Linked DNA regions of Mus musculus: region 2 is linked to region 1. The links are chromatin contacts, called in public promoter capture Hi-C maps. All regions are on one chromosome and are shown on one strand. The core of a region is the stretch at or near the end of the contact, and the rest is flanking DNA. Distances in the headings are between cores, read along the strand shown.

What was found. Promoter capture Hi-C pulls out the DNA fragments that hold promoters and counts their contacts.
Region 2: a promoter capture Hi-C map of liver shows a contact between it and region 1, with 2.4 times the contacts expected there. The contact joins the promoter of Eif2b2 here to the promoter of Arel1 in region 1. A contact is called at or near these places in 5 of 39 promoter capture datasets (fetal liver, liver, neural stem cells and 1 more), 1 of 484 Hi-C or Micro-C datasets (CD8 T cells), 1 of 115 datasets of contacts at active chromatin or transcription factors (memory CD8 T cells) and 1 of 9 other capture datasets (liver).

What each region holds. Positions count from the first base shown.
Region 1 is chr12:84,969,597-84,975,793 of GRCm38.p6, reverse strand. It overlaps Arel1 (apoptosis resistant E3 ubiquitin protein ligase 1), which reads left to right and starts at 4,945. Exons shown (of 20, transcript NM_178065.5): 1 at 4,945-5,165. It overlaps Fcf1 (FCF1 rRNA processing protein), which reads right to left and starts at 4,864. Exons shown (of 8, transcript NM_028632.2): 1 at 4,829-4,864; 2 at 4,512-4,579; 3 at 2,733-2,804; 4 at 1,555-1,703. The coding sequence starts at 4,831.
Region 2 is chr12:85,217,606-85,223,973 of GRCm38.p6, reverse strand. It overlaps Eif2b2 (eukaryotic translation initiation factor 2B, subunit 2 beta), which reads right to left and starts at 4,493. Exons shown (of 8, transcript NM_145445.4): 1 at 4,250-4,493; 2 at 4,032-4,152; 3 at 3,729-3,877; 4 at 2,334-2,497; 5 at 1,135-1,230; 6 at 456-593. The coding sequence starts at 4,412.

The DNA of each region.
Region 1 (6,197 bases), core at 3,696-6,195:
TTGTAATGACCCAAAACAATTATAATAGTAAACATAAAAAAACAAAAACAACAACAACAAAAAAACACTGATCCTACAACAGGTAGGAAGATCACTGTGAGTTCAAAACCAGCCTTGGTCTATATTGTGAGTTCCAGGACATCCAAGTTTACAGAGTAAAACCCTGTCTCAAAAAAACAAGAACAGCCAGGTAGTGGTGGAGCACGCCTTTAATCCCAGCACTTGGGAGGCAGAGGCAGGTCTATTTCTTTGAGTTTGAGGCCATTCTCTACAGAGAATTCTAAGACAGCCAGAGCTACATAGTGAGACCCTGTTTCAAACCCTCACCCCTGGGGGGGAAAATTGTTACATCCTGTAAATCCTGTGAGAATTATGAAACTATGATGAAGACATAAATGGGCACATGCTACCGAAAAGCGTAGGGTGGTTAAGCGTGCTCGTGGCTCTTGCAGAGGACCCAGCACCACACTGTGGCTCACAACCATCTGTAATTCCAGTTGCAGGGGGATCCAACACCCCAGACACATGGAAAACACACACACTCAGGTAACACACATACACATAAAATAATAAAGTCTACAAAAAAAACCCAACAACAACAACAAAAAAAACAAAACCCAAAAGGCAACAGACCTACTCACAGCAGCTACCACAGCTTTCTATCTGCAGAAAAGAATGCAGCATATCTGTGATGCTTAGTAAGACAAACCACAACAATGTATGCCGATGTGTCTTTTTGAAAAAAGAAATGCAAAATTTCCCTTTAATTATAGTAATTTATTCCACTCTGAATGTCATTTGTCTGTTTAACAGAGCAACAACTTATGAATAGGAACCTATCATAAAATGAAGCAATTTTTTTTTTTTTTTTTTTTTTTGGTCAGTGTTTTGCAGTGGTAGGGACTAATCCCAGAGCTCCTCACACACTAGGAAGTGCTCCACTATTGAACCACTGAGGTACTTCCCTTACCCAAAAAACATAACACGCCTCACTATCAGGAAGCTATTCTCTTGGATACGGCTTAGCTTTCTTTCTCCCACTCAGGATTACGACAGAAGGGGATGCCCAAATAAACATGGGAACACTACACACTGGGGCATAAGCTACCTCAGGTCCTATGCAATACAAATGAACTCTAACTGGATAAACGTGCGTGAGAACTGCCTAGTGTTTGACTTCTAGCTGTGTTCCCGTAAGTGGAAATAGGCTTTACTTAGCTTTCCTAGGGTAGACTGGAATTGAGGATATATCCTGCTTAATAGAAATGTACATACCAAAAACAGATTTTCATTTGTTCAGAATTTTAAAACCCAGGCTCAAAATTGACGTCTCTAATGAGAGTGAAAGCACTGCTTTCCAATTGTGAGAATTTAATTACTCCTAGTCAAGCATGCATTAGATCTCGACGGAGTGAACGCTGCCATTGCTAGGTACACTGGAAACTAAGTGGCCCTTGGATAACTTACTGGGTCTTCACTCACCCTCTTTATGGATTTGCACGAGTATGATTGTTTTGTACAGATGTCACAGAAATACAAAAGCATGATACTCACACTTGGCATACAGACAGTCCATCATTGACTGCACTAAGTCCAGTTTGGCCTTAATGGAAAAGTTGATGAAGTTGGTATCGACAAGGATGTGGTAAGGTGGACCCAGCTGTGTATTATACTGGAAGAACAAGCAGGAAGGATGCTGGGGGCTGAAAGGAGAAAGAAAATAAGACCAAAGGCTGAAGTCTACATTGATAATTTTGATGTTAACAAAATGAAAACTGAAGTATCTGAGAAAGTTCACTATAGATAAACATCTTTTTCCCCTTTTTCACTGTAGGCAGGAAAGGGGCTGAGTAAATGGCTCAGCAGTTACAAGCACGCACTACTGCTCTTAGTTCCTCCACCGACCTTGAGTGTTCATTACTGCCTGTAACTCCAGCCCCAGGGGTGCTCCACCCTCAGCCTCCAGAAACCCAAACTCAAGTGCACATGCCCACAGAGACACATCGTGGCCACACATACACATAATTAAAGAAACTTTAAAAAGGAAAGTTGACAGCATGCTATTTTCAGGCTCACTAGAAAGCTCTGATATAACTTTAAAAACACAACTATTCCAAACGTAGCTCTTCCTCGATCTGGAGACTAGTCTTCGGGCACAGAAAGAATCTAGTTATCAGGATTAAAATCAATGCTATAGCACGTTGCCATTCTCAGAACCCTAAAATGGATGGAATGTAAACAGACTGTCTAGCATTAGGACCATAGCAGAGCCCACTACTCATCTAAAACCTCATGATGTTCCTGAGCCAGGAACTGCGGTGACAATACAGCCTCTGCGAATCCAGAGCAGGAAGATAAAATTATGCAAAATGTGCTCAGATTTTTCATGACGTTAAAGGTACTTATTTTAAAGGAATGACCTTCATCCAGAATATATAACCTCACCGATTTGTGGCAATATAGTCTCTCTTTTATGACATTTTAATGTGGCAAACAACAGAAATTATTTGTTTTAAAAGATTTTTTGAAGAGAAAAAAAGTTTAGTCCTAGTGCCTTCAGGGAAAATTTATTGCTCAATGGGATTCAAAACCTCAAAGCATGGAGATGAGAATGTGCCCCCCGATAGCACTTTCACTCGACAAGCAATGAAGTCAGGGAAGCCTGGAATCTTACAGGGCCACTGCTTTCTAGTGTCTGAGTGGAAAGGCAAGCTGACGCTTTTAGTACTCACACTTCTCTTTCCTTCAGCGCGCTCGGATCTTTCTTCTCTTTCTTCTTAGGCTTCAACCTATCCTTTTCTTTACTGCAAAAAAAGCAAATCCAGAGAAGGGAAACATGATGCAGTTGAAATTTCATTTGGAAGTTTCAGTTTGTTGGGGCTGGCCTAGCACGCGTGAAGCCCTGGGCTCAATCTCTATCACCTCAAGTTCCATTCTCTTTCTGCTACCAAAGAAATCCAGTTGTGGACTTTGTGATGTTAGCATCAACATATACTATGAGAACAAGTAAATAGAGCAGGAAGTAGCCAGAAAATATAAAAATTAATCAGTAAGGCTAATAAACTCAAGATGTTGTTAATGAATAAATTCTAATTATTAACTTTTTTCTTGGTATAAATGGGGGTTGATTTTACTCAAAGTACATTATATACCCACTTGAAAAATAACATAATGATATCTATTGTTATGTATAATATATGCTAAAAAAAAACAAAAACAAACCACGTGTAAGAGGCCGTGAAGAGGTTGTTATTAACCTGCTGAAGACTTCTGAATATCCCAAGGTAGGCATGGTGGCCCTCCTAGCTCCAGGGAGAGAGAGGCAGACAGAGCCCTAAAAATTCGAGGTCTGGTTTACATAGCAAGTTTCAGGGTAGCCAAGGCTACTTAGTGAGACCCTGTCTCAAACAACAACAACAACAACAACAACAACAACAACAACAAACCAAACCAAATCAAACCAAAAAGGACTCAAACCACAAGTTTAGGAGGAAAGTTTCTCCACGTTATTTATAAAGGCCTGAAACATAACACACGTATAAAATAAAGACTCAACACAAGGAAGTGATCAGTGGGACATTGTTAGATAAAATAAAAACCCACATCAGAAGCTGAGAATAATAATTCTGAAGGTTCTAATGACCACTCTCTTGTTCCGAAAATCTTAAACACGAAGAAGCCCAGTCTTCATTAAATTAACTGTTTACCCAGTCCTTACCGATACAGAGAAACTGGTTGAGTGTTCTTTATTTATTTTTATTTTTTTTTTTTAAAAGATTTATTTATTTATTATATGTAAGTACACTGTAGCTGTCTTCAGACACACCAGAAGAGGGAGTCAGATCTCGTTACGGATGGTTGTGAGCCACCATGTGGTTGCTGGGATTTGAACTCTGGACCTTCGGAAGAGCAGTCAGGTGCTCTTACCCACTGAGCCATCTCACCAGCCCCTTGAGTGTTCTTTATAATGGGAATATCATACTAGCATGTTCGAAGGTTCTGAATTCTTTTTTTGTTTGTTTGTTTGTTTTTTTTTCGAAACAGGGTTTCTCTGTATAGTCCTGGCTGTCCTGGAACTCACTCTGTAGACCAGGCTTCGAACTCAAAAATCCGCCTGCCTCTGCCTCCCGAGTGCTGGGATTAAAGGCGTGTGCCACCACCGCCCGGCAAGGTTCTGAATTCTTACAACTTATAAAATGGGACTATCTTGGACTTTTCCCATCGTCCTTTTTAAACTTGGGTGGCAGGACCTGAAGACAGCCATGGTATGACCTCCTCACCGGCTTTCCCACAACGATACCATGCCCTGCCCCACCGAATGTGTGACTATAATTCCATGCAACACAGACCTAAGACATTATAAGCAAAACAAAAAAACATCAAATGTTTCTACTTAGCCCATCGTGACTTCTGCAGTTTAAGAAACCAGTACATCAGATGTTTCTACTTAGCCCATCGTGACTTCTGTAGTTCTGATCAGTTTAAGAAACCAGTTGGTTCTGACCACTCACAGTCGCTCGTCTCTCAGACTGAGCATTCGCTTCATAGTCGCATATTTCCTTGTTTTCTTTTGCTTCCCCTTGAAACAGAAGTTTTCGAGTTAAAAAGAGCTGAAAACATCTTTTAAAGTTCTCTTCTATTTTTCTTGCCCCTCCCCAAACAGCACTCAGTCCCCCTCCCTACTCCCTTCGAACTAAGGCCAGAATGGAATTAAACAAACAAACAAACAAACAAACAAACAAGGAAGCACCGAGTCTATATCTGGCCAAAGGCTGAGCTCCCGTTTGCTCCCCAAAACTCTCTGACAAAGTTCTCCCACTCCGCTCACCATGTTCACGCCGCACTCCTGTTTCTTCCGGAATCGCTCGCAGCGCGACACTTTACGTCATCCTCACGCTCTTTCCGGCAAAGGCCAACCCGGAGGCGGAAGCTACTTTGGGAAACGTAAAAGCTCCGAGCCGGCTCCTAACGCTGGCGGAGATCGACACTGGAGATTTTTTTGGGGGGCGGGTGGAGGGTAGGATTTGTGCTGGATGAGGCCGCTGCTTCCTCGGACCCCAGAACTAGGACTTGGCCACGTTGCAGCCCCCGTTCGGGTAACGTTTTTCTTCACGCCGCAGCCGGAGGCAGAGCCCAGCCGACCGTAGGCACCAGAATTGCTGAAGGCGAGCGAGAGAAGAGGGGACGAGGGCAGAGGGGTCGGGAATCCTGGGCGTCCCATAGTTTGACAGTACATTCTGGTTTTCCTCTGGCACATCATTTCAGCCTTGGCTCTGTAGTTCAGCCTTGAGGCTCTGGTTATTGATTGGTTTTCCTCGCCGGCTTGGAACTTGTGAGGCTGGGCGTAAGATTCTTCGGAAAGAGAGGAATGTAATAGCGATGGAGGACATCCCCCCCCAATGTTCTCCCTCCGTCTCTGTCTGTCTGCATCTCTCTCTCTCTCTCTCTCTCTCTTCCCGTGTGTGTGTACGAGCACGAGCGTGCAGGTGCATCAGAGCAGAAATTCAGAGCAGAAGCCAGAGGAAGCTGCTTGTCTTTATCTTCCACTTTTTAGAAAACAGTCTGTCTTACCCAACCTGGAAACACCTCCACCTCCGGTTTTTGCTAGATTGACTGACCAAAAAGCCCCAGAGATACTCCCATCCCTGCCCTCCGGTGCTGGAGTGGACAAGCCCACTACTCCCCGGCTTGTTTTCTAACCAGATCCTGGGCAAACCAAACTCAGGGCTTCTTGCTTGGTCAGCAGGTATTTTACTCATTGAGCCAATTATCCCAGTCGCAGTGGCCTTTTTTAGACGATCACAAGAAAAACAGGTGCAGAAGCTTATATGTGCAACTACTTAGCAAGCCTGGAATGTGATGGGGAACAGTGCTCTTCGTTGTGAAGCCTGGTGTGCAGTCCTTAATGGGAGAGGGAGAATATGTGGGAATGAGAAAGCGAAACTGGGCAGTGTTTGGTTTTGTTTTCCGTTTGCTTGTTTGTCTTTGCTTTTAGGATGTATTCTAGTTGTTCTTAGCCATCCGGAGAGAGGTTTCTTTTACCCCTTGAGAGTCTGTGGAAGGCCAGGGACAGCTTTCCTGGAAGTGGATGTGCAGTTTATGAGACTTGTAGGCTATGTGAACTTCATCTTAGTTGACTCTTTTGATACCTTTGTTTTACCGATGTTGAAGCTGTGCCCTAGACGCTCAGAGGTCAG
Region 2 (6,368 bases), core at 3,244-5,743, 250 kb before region 1:
CTATGCAGACATAGGTTTTTCCCACAAAGTTTCTGTCACTGTCAAATGACTATTCATTTAACAACTGCTGATATTCAAGCCCTAGAAGACAAGCCCTAGAATAATGCCCCTCATCGCACTGGCTCCCCCCCCCCCCCCCAAAAAAAAGGGATTCTGTGATCCTAGTTTCACCCTTTTTGGCATTTCCAGAAGTGTTGGGGCAATGGAGAATACTGGCAACTGAACACACAGGGCCTTTCTGTCCCGTGTTACTCTGACATGATCTGTGAAGGATTAGAACTACTGATTCTGTTCCTGGCTCAAAACATCCATGGCTCCTTTTAGCCTGTGGTGGATCAACTCCACTGAGCAAGCAACAGATCAGAAGGAGAAGCTGGAGAAAGCTGGAGGGCGGAGCTGAAGGCTACACATCCGCTCCCTCCTCTGCAGGTTACCAGCTTGAGCCGCTACCGCACCTGAGGGGACAGCTTAAACATGGGGGCGCAGACGATGAGAGGCGTGGAGTGGTGTTTCGCTGCCAGGGCCAGGGTGTGTGTTCCTGCCACTGCCCTCAGGGAACCGTTGGCCAGGATAGTCTTCGTGCCAATGATCACCTTTGGGAGGAGAAAAGTCATGAGCTCCTTGGGGTGGAGACCTAACCGGGCCCTTGGCTGGATGTCCAGGCCTGTATCTTAGCATCTGCAGGGCTCACAGGCAGCAGAGGGCAAGAGAGCCTCCAGTGCTCAGGACTGGAAAGTTCTAGTTGTGGCATGGGAAGCTGCAACACCTGGGTTTTTTTCCCAGTCTTTCCCGGAAATCATGCACAGCACTTCCTGGAAACCTAAGCCTGATCACTTCCCATGCACCCTTGCCCCGCTCCTTGAGCATACGTGGGAACCACGGCAAATCCCCAACAGCTAGCTAGCACTCTTAAATCCGTTCCACTTCACTCTTTTCGATGCTTTAACCACATTTACAGGCTATTCCTGGAGAGGATGGGTGATGTGGGTGAGGGGGATACGGCCAGCTAGCAGATTATAGGGCCTAAGTGCTCGCTTTCAAATGGTGCTAGAAACCTTCTTCTATCACCATGGACCTCACAAGACAAGAAAAAGAAACGAGTATTTCAGAACCAGTAACTCCAGCGCCACCCACCTTGTTGACTCTCGACATAACAGCAAAAATGGCGGCATCAGTCATGACAGTTGTCTCGATACCTTCTTTGGACAAATTGACGGCCATTTCATGTCCCTGAAACAGGAGGGGAAAGGCTGGTGCTAAGGACAGAATTACACAGTGACAAGAGCTGACAAATGGACTGGATCTAAGACTCTGATATCTGGTTTCCAGGATAACCCATCTCTCTGTGGTCCACAGTCTGGCAAGCCATAGGGATGCTAATAAATGTGACTTCAGGGAAGCTACAAGACTGGAAATACAACTGCTTACACAACGCAAGCACAGCTGGCAAGACAGCTTCCGCCTCGTCATTTTACAACGTTCTTTATGTTTCTTGAGACCTGTTATTTACTTAAGGACTGAGGGAGGTCAAATCAAATACCAGTCATCCCCAAGATACTACGCCCTACTGACCCTGGAAAGAACCAAGACTTCATTTCCTAGGACCTGTAATTTACACAGCTTTCTTAAACTACTATTTAAATGTATCTACAGCAACTTGAAAATCCTTACCAATATTCTGTTTGGGGGTGTTTTGGTTTGTGTGTGTGTCTTCTGTTTGTTTAGAGGCAGGTTCTCACAACTGAGCCCTTGCTTGCCTAGAATTCATTATGTAGACCAAACCAAGTTGTCACACTCACAGAGATCTACCTGCCTCTGCCTCCCCAGTGCGAGACTAAAGGCCTGTGCTGACCGCGGGCCTGACTTCTTCCTTTCTTGCTTTCCTCCTCTTTTCTTTCTTTCTTTCTCTTTCTCTCTTTCTTTCTTTCTTTCTTTCTTTCTTTCTTTCTTTCTTTCTTTCCTTCCTTCCTTCCCTCTCTCCTTCCTTCCTTCTTTTTCTCTCTCTCCCTCTCCCTCCCTCTCCCTCTCTCTCTCTCTCTCTTTCTTGATACAGGGTCTTTCTATAGCCCTGGCTGTTCCTAGAACTCATTATGTAGACCAGGCTGGCTTAGAACTCACAGAGACCCATCTGCCTCTGCCTCTGCCTCTGCCTCTGCCTCTGCCTCTGCCTCTGCCTCCCCAGGGCTGTGATTAGAAGTGTGGGCTGCCACATCCGGTAGGACTTACTTTCTTAATGACTCCAGGCTGAGCTAATTGATTCACAGTCGGCTCAGGCTCATCCCTCCTTTATTCCCCCTTCACCCCTTCTCAGCAACTCCAAGCGCCCCTCTTACCTGGCAGAAAGGAGCGCACTCTGCAACAATAACGTGGAACTTCCTCTTCCGGGCCGCCTCTTTAAGGAAGGCCTCAACTGTCCTAGAGTAGCCAATGGTCATGATCACCTCGTTGGAGTGGATGTGCTCCAGAGCCTGGGCGGCAATGTTCTCCATTGTGCCTTCTGCAAGAACAGGTTTGCAAGGGGACGTGAAAATGGCATGCTAACCCCAGACAGGCAGGGCAAAGGCTCACAGGGGAAGCTGCCCTTAGACACTGCCAGCCTGGCATCACAGGCTTAGCAGGCTCAGAGTGCAACAGTCCAAGCTCTTAAAAGCATCACTCTGGGGTCCTGGGCCTGCACTCCTCAGCCAATCTGGGAAATCCTGAAGTGCTAACCAAAAACAGATCTTCCCCTGATAGAACTATTCATCCAAAAGGTGGCCACAACACCTCCATGGGCAGTGGGCATACCAAAGAAATACAGAAACCCCACAGCAGCTTGAGAGTGGCTGTCTGGAGTACAGGTGGCACCTAGTTTGTTTGTAAATTGTCTAACTTATTTTCAGTGCATGAATGTCTTGCCTGCATGTATATCTGTTTGCCTCATGTGTGCCTGGTCCCTGTGGAGGTAAGAGGAGGACATCGGGTCCTCTGGAACAGGACTTACAGGTGGCTATGAGCCACAGTGTAGATGCTGGGAACTAAACCTGGGGACTTTACAAGAGCAGCTTAATCGCTGAGCCGTCCATCTCTCCATCCCCAGTACCCAGTGTTAAATCTCTGAAGAACAGACTGTAACAAAAATCTGCAAGTGAGGATGGAGGCGGTATGTATATAAATACCTCAAAGGGGTGGGCATGATGGCTTAGTGGGTAAATGTGCTTGATGGGCAAACCTGGAAACCTGCCCTCCATCCCTGGAACCCACATAAAGGGGGATGCGCAAATTCTACAAAGTTGCCCTGTGACCCACACACACACACACACATACACACACCACTAATAGTAAACATTTTTTGAAGTCAAGATGAAGTTTAGTGAAAAAGAAACTTCCAAATGCGGCTTTGGGGAACTCGTTTTCTGTTTTTTGCAGCACTGGGAATGAAACCCAGAGCCTCAAGTAAGGCACTCTTCCACTGAGCTACATCCCCAGCAAGTTCATTTGCTATAAAATAAAATAAAATAAAATAACTTCCCCTAAAAGAAATCTCTCGCTTAATATACTGTTAAAGAGCAGGTCTGTCTTGAAAGATGCAGTTACTATAAGCTTGGTGTTTTCCATCCACTCCTACCAAATGGGTGTTCAAACCAGAAGACTGGTGATCTCGCCTATCCCTGTCAATGCACAATTTCTAGGGGACTGTTTCACTTGCCTGCGACCTAACTTGTCCACTTAGTGATCAGATCTCTTACCCAGTTCCACCAGCAGCTCATTAATCGCCTCAATGATGTTGGCCTTAAGTGGGGCAAAATGGAAGCTGAAATCCTCGCTCAGGCCTCCGGATGTCAAGAGTTTGTGCAGGGACTCCTGCTGATCGCTCTCGTCACTGCGCCCGTGCAGTCTATGGAGGCAACAAGACCCAAAGAGTGATCACTGGGGCAACGGGAGCAGCTCAGCCACAACAGAGGCTTCAAGCTGATAGGTGGCACGGTTTAACAACCAAAAGCCAGCACCCCTTGGTCCCACCAGGAGCCCACCCAAGCTGTGAGTTTGACCTGCCATACTCCTCCCGGATGATCTTGAGGACTCTCCGCACCATATTTCCCACGGTGGTCTCGGAGGGCTGCGCAGCCGTCATCCTCCTGCCCTCTCTGCGGATCAAATCCATAAGGTCCCCTGAAACCCAAGAGAGACCGAGTGAACGGGGCAGGCGCGCGGTGAAAGTGAATATCAGCTTCAGGAATAGAACAAGAACGAGGATGAGTTGCCGCACCCGCGTTGTTCCAGTGGTGGTCCGTGATAAGCCGGCGCAGCAGCCCCAGGGTCTCCCGAGCCATGTCCTCCGAGCTGCGCTGCCCGCCACCTCGCTTCAGAGTCTCCACGAAGCCTTCGATCCTCTCGGACAACTCCGAGCCCTTCGCCGCGGCACCCGGCATTTCCAACACCGTCCCGGGACTCACTTACAGAAGCCTCAATTGCCAAAGCACTGTTTCACTTCCGGGCCGAGAGAGGTCAACTTCCGCTCGGTGAAACATAATTGAGTTCGTGGAGTTGTAAGCCCGCCCCTCCCTCTGCTGAGGCCAATCAGAAACGTGTTAGGGCGGAGCTGGGCGCACCGCCGGGAAGTGACGGCTGGAAGGGTCCCCTTGGGAGTCTGCGCGCCGAGCCGGGAGGCCCGGAGGACGCTGGCCAGTCTGGTTGCTATGGGAACAGCGAGCGGCTCTCCCGCCCTGCGACCAGCAGAAGTGGCTTTCCTCCTTCCTGGCTCCATCGCTGCCTGATGCTTGGCAGACGCCTCCATGAGTGCGAGTCCAGGGCTCGAGACGCCCAGAAAAGTGCTGCTGCAACGCGGGTTGAACATGTTCACCTTTTCCAATGGGTTCCATTCCCCACCGACTTTATCTTTCTTTTCCCCGCTCGGTGCAAGGAATTGAACGTAGGATCTCACAGGTGCTAGGCAAGTGGTACCACCATTCCTATTCCTAGCTCTTACGTTGTTGTTTGCTTTTTTATATCCTCGGCCTCGAAAGCCCTAAGGAATGTCACTAATGAAAGAGATTCAAAGTAGAAGCTAGCCGGGCTGTGGTGGCGCACGCCTTTGATCCCAGCACTTGGGAGGCAGAGGCAGGTGGATTTCTAAGTTTGAGGCCAGACTGGTCTACGAAGTTAGTTCCAGGACAGCCAGGGCTATTCAGAGAAACCCTGTCTCGAAATAACAAACAAACAAAGTAGAAGCTAATAGGACACCAAGAATGCTGTCCTGCAATTTGGAGGCCGGCGAGTACATGCAATGTAATAAGTCCTTCCATTGACCCGACACTTACTAGGTATTGAGTGCTGTAAGTTCTTACTGTCATACAGCTACATGAGGTAGGTTCTCCTCCCCCGGCTTTACAAACTGAGAAAGAGATTCACGGTATTGAAGCAGTTAGGGAGGTAAAAAGGCTGTGCTTATCCTGGGTCCCCTGAACCCAAACGGAATTAGAATCTCTTATTTATTTAAGATAAACGTCTTGGGCTGGCGAGATGGCTCAGCCATTAAAGGCTAGGCTCACAACCAAAAATATAAGATAAATGTCTCAAAAGTGAATCTTCCAGACTTTTAAGACTTTCCTTACAGCTGATAAATTGTCTTCAGAGGGATTAGATCGGTATCAAAATCATATAAAGATAGTACAGGAAAACTGTACCTGTCATTAGCAAAACAAAAAGAAAAACCTAATAAATTACTAGAAAAATAGAATGCAGCAGTACATTAAAAAGTAAATATTTGCAATCTCTAAATAGCATATTGTTTAATTTGCTGGGGTCTGGCTCACCTGTATCTTTGCTTTCAGGGCCGACTCTACTGTGTTGCCCAGGCAACGTGCAGGGCCAGCTCTCCCAAGTGCTACAGCCAGTGGGGCAGGGCTAGCTCTCCCCAACTCATGACTCTAGGATCAGCTCTCCTGACTACTGCAGGTGGCAAGGCAGAAGGGAGAGGGCATCACACCAGTACCTGTACCATCTCACCCCAGAAAGGTCAAAGAGGCCAGCTCTCCCACACTCTGTCCTCTCAAGACAGCTCACCTGGGTCCCCTCCACCAGGGCTGTGCTGCCCAGATGAAGTACAGTGCCCACCTGCCCAGGTGCTCTAGTGGACAAGGGACAGGGCTAGCTCACCCACTCTCATGACCTCAAGGCCAGTTCTCCAGACTTCCTGGGGGGGGGGGCATCACCCAGGCACTCACACCACCTCTGGCAGAGGTTGGCAGGGGCCAGCTCTCTCTTGCTCTCACCCTAGGGACTGGCTGACCCAAAAACCCCTCAACCAGGGCCAACCCTACTGTAATGTTCAGGTGAGGTGCAGACCCAGTTCCCCTCACTCTGATGACCCTAGGGTCAGCTTTCCT